Linked DNA regions of Sus scrofa: region 1 is linked to region 2. The links are chromatin contacts, called in public Hi-C maps. All regions are on one chromosome and are shown on one strand. Each heading gives the region's core, a stretch centred on a gene start, on an enhancer-like site or on the middle of the called end of the contact. The rest is flanking DNA. Distances are from core to core; before and after follow the strand shown.

Region 1 (3,902 bases), core at 575-3,074, 78 kb before region 2:
TTTACTAAATAACATTCCAATGTCTGGGTGTACCAGTTTATTTATCTGTGCATCTTTTGAGGGACATCTTTGTTGCGTACACGTTTTGGCAATTGCAAATAAGCCTGTAATAAACATCTGTGTACAAGTTTTGTGTGGGCATAAGTTCTCAACTCCTTTGAGTAAATACAAAGGAGTGGGATTACTGAAACCTATGGTAAATGATCCAAAAATAACAGCTTCATACAAAAAAAGTTTTGACTTTCTACTGCAGTCAGATTATATTTTCCCCTCTATATCTGGAAATTCTGGTTGGATTGTTCATGTCATTGCCACAAGGATTAAACGATTTAATAAAGGCTAAAGCACTTAGTATAGTGCCTGACATGTAATAAATGCTCAATTGATCTTAGCTCTTATTAGTTGTTACAGTGATAAAGTTAGCTGCAAACTACTTTTCTGTCAGCCACATAAAACCAGCACAGGCCTGAGCAAGAGTATGATATCCAAGCAAATGCTCAATGAGTGATTGGTTTCCAACACCCGGGATTTCTTCCACACTTGAAATAGCATAGCTTATTTTATGCTTTTTAAAAAAACATTCTGGAGTTCCCATTGTGGCTCAGTGGGTTGAGAACCCAATGTAGTCTCCAAAAGGATGCGGGTTGGATCCCTGGCCTTGCTCAGTGTGTTAAGGACCTGGCATTACAAGTTGCAGATGTGGCTGAGATCCAGTGTTGCTGTGGCTATAGCAAAGGCCTGCAGCTGCAGCTCCGATTTGACCCACTTCCTTATGCCACAGGTGAGGCATAAAAATAAATATTTTTAAAAATTAAACAATGTTGGAGTTCCCATCGTGGTGCAGCAGAAATGAATCTGACTAGGAAACATGAGGTTGGGGGTTTGATCCCTGGCCTTGCTCAGCGGGTCAAGATCCAGCATTGCTGTGAGCTATGGTGTAGGTCTCAGACAGGCTCGGATCCTGCGTTGCTGTGGCTGTGGTGTAGGCTGGCAGCTGTAGCTCTGATTAGACCTCTAGCCTGGGGACCTCCATATGCTGCAGGTGCGGCCCTAAAAAGACCAAAAGGAAAAAAAAAATGTTCTAAGAACTAATTGATTAAAACCCTGCTGCTAATTCAACCTATTCAAATGTATTTTAATTGCATTAATTTCTGCTTTTATCTTAATGTTCAGACCTTGTTTTCTAATCATGCATTTAAGGTGATAAATTTTCCTTGAAGTATTGCTTTGACCACATACCACAAGTTAAGATATCTGGTGTATTCATAGTGATCCTGTTAATAATTAAAGCAATGATGCCTTTAAGACATTTAATGTAGTTAGTGCGCATGTACTGGTTAGCTGCTTTAACCTTATCAAATAATGCCAAAGAGCATTATTTGTTATTTGCAGGAAACCAGGCAAGCACTTCCTTACATCCAAGCCACCCGTGCCTTTCCCCACTTTTCTTTCGCGCTAGTAACTCCTACTGTCCCCTAAGGGGGCGGGGCCTGGACTTCACGCCTCTGACTCCACCCCCTCCAGGTTCCCATGACACTGGGCAGATGCTAACAACTCATTCTATAACCTTGTGTCTCCTTCCGCTTTCTAGAAGCCGCTCTGAGACAACGATGGGAAAATAGTCCCTTGGCAACGAGGTTCTTTTTTCCAGACGGCGGAACTAGGGCGGGGCTTAAGAGCGGAAGAAACAGGAAGTCCGTGATCCCTGTGGCAGGATTGGGCCCCGCTCTCTCGGGGGCGAGCTCAAGCTGGCGGAGGGATCCACCTCTGGCGGCGGGCGGCCCACCGCCTCTATTTAAGGAAGGGAGAGAGGCGCAGGCGGCAGTTGCTGTGGTGTCGGTGCTGAGGCGGCTTCGTTCTTCTGCTAGTGAGCCTCGCGGATGTAGCGTCCCGCGTCTAAGTCCTGCTGTCTGCGGCTACCAATTGGGAGGTCAGGAGCGCAGGGTACTTTCTTTGGGCCAGAGCCGGCCCCCTTTTTTGCCTTCGCCACTAAGTGAAGCCATTTAGGTCAGCTTCCGCGCGGCTGAGGAGAAGGCCGCCGGCGATATGTTCAAAAACACGTTCCAGAGCGGCTTCCTCTCCATTCTCTACAGCATTGGCAGCAAGCCCCTGCAAATCTGGGACAAAAAGGTCAGGGACTGGGGGCGGTGGCGGGGCGGGGTCCGCGGGCTGGGCCTGGTGTGGCGGGTAGTTATGTGGAGCTGGGGGAAGGCCGGGCGGTCGCTGCTGTGCCCCGTCCCCAGCCTGGCGTGACTGAGGGTCGACGAGGGAGCGTCGTGTAAGCAGCTGGAGTGCATGTGGAGTGGGCGTGGCTGGGCTTTAAGTGACCTGCGGCCGTGGTCCAGTTAGGACAGTGGTCCCTCTTTGCAGATTTGACTGGGTCACTGGATTCCTAACCTTCGGTTTCTGCATCTATAATATGGTGGGGTTGAATAGTGCCCGTTTCACAGCGTTGAAAAGCGTAAACTCACGTGATGTTGCTTTGGGGACGTGCACATGAATTGCTGTTCACTGATTTCACAAACATTTACTGATACCCTGTATTGTGCCAGGCCCTATGCTCGGCACTAGACACAGAACCTTTGTTCCAGGCGCCCTTACAGAGGCAAAGCCAGGACTCAGTTATGTTTGGGTTTCATTCATTTGCTCCCTTCCTCCCACTGATCCCGAACAAGCCAGAATTCGGTGGCCCTTGGCACTTGCTCCACACTCACTGTGACTTGGGGTCTGTACTCTGCCTTTCCTTATTTCTCCATCAGGAAAATTGCAAAATGGTGATAACGTCTTGTTTGGGTTAACAAGCACAGACCCAGGTAAAACATCTTGTTTTTTTTTTTTGTCTTTTTGCTATTTTTTGGGCCGCTTCCACGGCATATGGAGGTTCCCAGGCTAGGGGTCTAATGGAGCTGTAGGCGCCGGCCTACGCCAGAGCCACAGCAACACCGGGTCCGAGCCTCGTCTGCAAACTACACCACAGCTCATAGTAACGCCAGATCCCCAACCCACTGGGCCAGGCCAGGGACCGAACCCGCAACCTCATGGTTCTTAGTTGGATTTGTTAACCACTGAGCCACGACGGGAACTCCTAAAACCTCTTCTTCATCATCACTCAGGTGTCAGCTGCATGATACTTTCACTGACCCCACGAAATGGTGACCTTGTCCATTTTTTGGAAGTTTTGAGCAGGGGGCATGTGTGTTTTGCAAGTACAGGTTGGTCTGCATTTGATTACTTTGATATTTTCTTTCTTATGCAAATTCCCAGGCAGTCTGTACCCTTCTTTGAAAAGAAGTTAATATAAGTGGAAGACAGGTGATTTAGGGTATAACCTTAGTACTGCCTCCTCTTGGGAAAATGGAGAGAGGTGGTGTGCTGACTGCTGTTTTTATAGAGATGGATATGGGATAGTCCAAATAAGCAGTTTATTGGTAATGAGGTAAAGAATTTTGGATTTCACCTCAGAACAATTCCCTGTCTCCCCTTAGCGGAAAATGAGAGTTTTGTTTGGGCCACATAGAGACTTGGGGATAATACGGACAGCCTCCTGCCTGTCCCCATTAGGCATTCTGAGAGCAGCTGTGGAGATGGTATGTTTACAGTGTCATTTTTATAAGATAGTTGAGAGATCTGAATAGAATTAGTTTGGCCTTATGCATATGTGAAAAACCTGACCCGCTCTCCTCTTTCACAGTGATTCTATCTACAAGCTAGAGCTAATGCCAAGAGTTCCTTATTTCAGAGGAAAGCAGTTCCTTAAGTGTTTTCCTACATCATTGAGCTTTTCAGTCCATGGTTTTGTTCACAGTGGAATAAAAACCATTGTAAACTCTGAAATTTTACCTCTGCAAAGAGAACCCGGAATGAGTGTACCTGGAAACTTTGTAAGGATGATGGCTTCTCGG
Region 2 (4,017 bases), core at 1,418-3,917:
GGTGCCACCACAGACACAGGGTCTGTGGCCCTGGTGCAGGCCCTGGCCTATGGCTGCTGGAAGAGGAGGGGATGGTGGAGAAGCAGAAGCAAAGGAAAGGGAGAATGAAAGCCCTCAGACTGTTAAGTCCTAGTGCCCCAGCCATCAAAGATGCCAATTCACAATGCCTGGCTACCAGACTCCAATTTGGTCCATAATTGCTTTCTGTGCAGAGATGCCATTTCTAAGCAGATTATAAACTCCTTGGAGGTGGGTCTGTGACTTGCAGTTCTTTGGTATTCAACTCCAGAGAATAGCAGGTGGGCCTAAACAGCATCTCTACCCAGTCCCGGGATGGCAGGCTTAGGGGCAATACCCACCAGCAGGAGCCTCCTATAAGCCCCTGCCTTCCTGGCTGTGCGAATGGGGGGCAGGAGTGGTGGAGCTGGACTGGGCCTGGCCTGGCTCCCTGCAGCTTTCCCTGGCCAGGCCAGAGTGGTAGGGCAGAGCAGGTGGGGAACTGGCTGGGAGGTGTAACTTGAGCTGGGAGGAATTCCCTGCCCTTCCTCCGAGCTTTTATTAAAGTAGGGCGGGGAAGGGCAAGCTTCCATCGGAAAAATCTCCCAGGCAGCCGGGGAGGTGGGGAAGCCGCTGGGGGTTGGGAGGGAGCACCGGCCTGGCTGCAAATAGAAACCGGCCCTCAGGCCCGCAGTCCAGCGTCAGAGGCAGGAGGCCCCAGGCCGGCCCAAGGGCACTGAGGCCCGAGCCCACCGGATCCCGCGGAGGCGGATGTCTCCCCACCATGCACCCAGTCCTCTCCTCTTCTCTGTGGAGGGGAGCTGGGTCTTAGAAGTCGAGAAAGAACGTCCTCGCTTTTGCTCTGGGTCAAAGGAACTGGTACCCCCACTGTCCCTAATCCGGAGAACGACATTCGGCGACCCTCTGGAGCCGGCTCTGCGCCAGGAGGCCGCACCTGATCACCCACAGGACCGATCCCAAAGACAGTCTCCAGTAGGGAATTATGACGGGCTCCTGGTGAAAATATCTTGGGAGCCCACCCTCTTTGGACCTGGGCCTTGGTGTAGGGGCGCTGATGAAAGAAGCGCCAGAGGAGGCCGGGTCTCCGTAGATCCCACCTGGCCGTGGCGCGGCTTGCGCACAAGAGCCCAAGAAAGTCACCAAAGCGCCCCCTCAATTCGAATCTGCAGCCTCGGAGGTTCGCACCCCCTTCCTCTATGCCAGCTCGCCGCGCGCGGCTCAGTGTCACCCAAACTAGAAGCTACCTAAACGGGAGCGCTGCCTGCTGTGCCCAAGAACCCCCCCTCCCGCCCCCAAGCAGCCCCTTCCCCATTCGCAAAGAACGTCACCGCGCGTCCGCAGGGTTCTCGAGGAATCCGGTGTCCGGGTGGGAGGGAAGGAGAGGAGAGAGGGCTGGGGGGCAGCAAAAGCCACTCCCGGGACTCGGGCTGGGAAGGAACAGTGCCCAGGGCAGGGATGTGGGGGTAGAGAAAGGGAGCAAGCCCTACGCCTTCCAAAGTTTGAGAAGAGGTGCACCGCCAAGGGCCAGCTTTCCGGGTCCCCTTTCTTCCCCGTCCCCAAATCCGGGTCAGGGGTTCATCGCCGCGCTCTTCCCCCCTTCAGCTGCGGCGTGGCTTCCTCCCCACCCCCAAATCCCCCGGCCCCAAGTCCTCCAACCCCGGCAAAGGGCCTGGGCGAGGGTCCTTACCTCGGCATTGACTTCTGCGTCCTCCGCCACTGCGCAGGGGCCCAGGCAGCTCAGAAGCACCAGCAGCAGCTGTAGCAGTCGCGGCCGCTCAGCCGCCTCCCGGCCGCTAAGAAGACTGCTTGCCCAGCCCGGCCGTGCGGGCGCGCTCCGGTCGCTGCCCATGCCCTCAGCGCCCAGCCTGGCCCAGAGCGCTGCCCGCGGGGCTCTCTCGCTCGCCGGCGCCGGGTCCCCGCACGCGGCTAGGAAACTTGCGACGCTCCCTGGTTCCCCGCCCGGCGGGAGCGCGGCAGACCAACTGATAGCCGTCGCCGCCGGAGCCGCTTAGGTCTCCTCGGCAAATTCCCACGGCCAAGGAGAAGCGGGCCGGGCCGGTCCGGGCACACGGAACCGGCCCACGGGGGAGAGAGTGGGCCAGAGCCGCCCGCCTCGGGGTCCTGCAGCCTCAGCGCCTGGGGCCCGGCTCCCAAGAGCAAGCGCAGCTCCCTGAGCCTTTGTCTCAGCGCTCCGGCCGCCCGAACCCGCGGCGCCCCCCGCGCGCCCAGCCCCTTCTGTCCATGCCCGGGCCGGGCGCTGCCCAGAACGCGCGCCCCCCGCCCGTGGGTCCTGCTCTCCCGGCACCGAATGGGCCGGGGTGCCCGTGCAGGCCAGCGATGAGGCGCAGGGAACCGGTCGGTGCTAGAGAGCGAGCCAGGGAGCCGGCGCCCGACGTTCCCGGCGAATTCCGCGCAGCTCCGGGCGCTCCCGACCCTCCTCCCCGCGATCCACGGCCGCCGCTCTTAAAGGGCCAGTGCAGAGTGCGCGCGGACCCAGGCGGGGGCTGGGGGCGGTACCTCAGCCAGAGGCTTCTCAGCAGCAGGTGCGGGCGGTGGAGCCAGACAGGCGGCCCTTATACTCTTCCCATACGGCGAGAATGCTCCTCAACCCGCCCCCGTCACTCCAATCCCTGCTTTGGGGGAGCCGGGTTGACCCCCAAGCGGCCCGCCCAACAGAGGGAGGGGCAAGAAGGAATGAGGACGCCTCTTTCTCCCGTGTAGTGGGTGGGTGGTGGTGATACTGAGGCAGCAGTGGCAGGAAGGAGGGCCGGAGGAGGAGGGACTTAAGTATCCTGTGGTCTTAGACTTAAAAAAAAAAAAAAAAAAAAAAAAAAGTAAACAAAGATTTAGAGATTCGTTGGCTTGAGGCCTCTTTTCAAAAGACTCTGGACCTTAGGGACTTTTCTCAGTCGCCAAATGAGGTGTTGGATACCTTGGGTGGACAGTGCTGTGCGACAGAGACGCAGTTGCCATCCTGGGTTGCCACGTACCTGCAGCACAGAGGTGGGCAAGTTACTTAATTTTTCTGAGCCTCCAAGTCCTTATCTTGGAGGATAAAGAACACAGGGCAAAGGGCTGGGGTGGGGCACGAAGTGTGCTTCAGTTTCCTGGTCTAGCACACATTAGGTGTCCAAGCAAAGAACCCTATTTTGTGCAAGTGAAACGTGACACCCACAGGGTGCTAGGCGGGGTGGGCAAAATTCCGGCAGAGCAGAGCTCTAAGAAGGGTTAGGTTTAACTCTATTCCAAGAGCAACTTGAGATCCGGTTGGTTCAGATGCTGAAGGCTTAAGACGGGAGGCCTGGGTCTAATGTCCTTGGAGGCTGCACGTCCAGACCAAGCGAAGACCAGGCCCAGCTGACTGGCAGCAGGGTCAGGAGGTGAAGGCCCTCCGAGGGAGGGAGGCAGGAGACCTTCCCTCTCCAGCACCACCTCCCAGCTCCGGAAACAGATGCTCTCCTTACCTGAGGGCGCATTTCTCCTAAAGTAAGCCCTCAGGTGGCTGGCAGGCCTCCTGTCCTGGAAATGCGCAGAGATCTGGCGGAGCAGAAAAGGCCTGTTCAGGGACCTGTCAAGTGATGAAAGCGCTCTGTTAAAGAGAACAGGCAAAAGTTAAAGTGGTGAAGATCGATTTTATTAAAAACAAAACCAAAAAAACTATTTCAGTAGAAACTCCTGTACAGAACTGGGTCTGATTTGAAATACAAACAGGAGAAGTGGGGATTTACTGCCAAGGGGCAAGAGGGGGGTGGGGGACAGAAAATTACTAAGAGACATCAAGTCGTGGGCAGGCGGGGGACTCTGGCTGAAGGCAGGTGAGAGTGATCCGATGTCCTCTAGGCCTGGGTGGGGATGCTGAGTTTGACTAGATATCAAGGGTGGGGAATTCAGCTAAACTGACCTTAGTAAGATTCTTGCTAAAACTGGGTTCTAGAAGGAAATACAGGAATGGGCCTTGTTGGGGAGAAGGTTCAAAGGAACCTGACTAAAATTCGGTCA

The links. Hi-C and Micro-C count contacts between places; a contact is called where the count stands out from the background.
Region 1: a Hi-C map of subcutaneous adipose tissue shows a contact between it and region 2, with 2.7 times the contacts expected there. The contact joins the promoter of CFAP20 here to the promoter of MMP15 in region 2. A contact is called at or near these places in 2 of 5 promoter capture datasets (fetal skeletal muscle and liver), 15 of 47 Hi-C or Micro-C datasets (embryonic fibroblasts, epiblast stem cells, fetal skeletal muscle and 8 more) and 1 of 2 datasets of contacts at active chromatin or transcription factors (skeletal muscle).

The regions. Positions count from the first base shown.
Region 1 is chr6:19,967,269-19,971,170 of Sscrofa11.1, reverse strand. It overlaps CFAP20 (cilia and flagella associated protein 20), which reads left to right and starts at 1,824. Exons shown (of 6, transcript NM_001244786.1): 1 at 1,824-2,130. The coding sequence starts at 2,047.
Region 2 is chr6:19,889,517-19,893,533 of Sscrofa11.1, reverse strand. MMP15 (matrix metalloproteinase-15) reads right to left here and starts at 2,667. Exons shown (of 10, transcript XM_021093941.1): 1 at 2,536-2,667.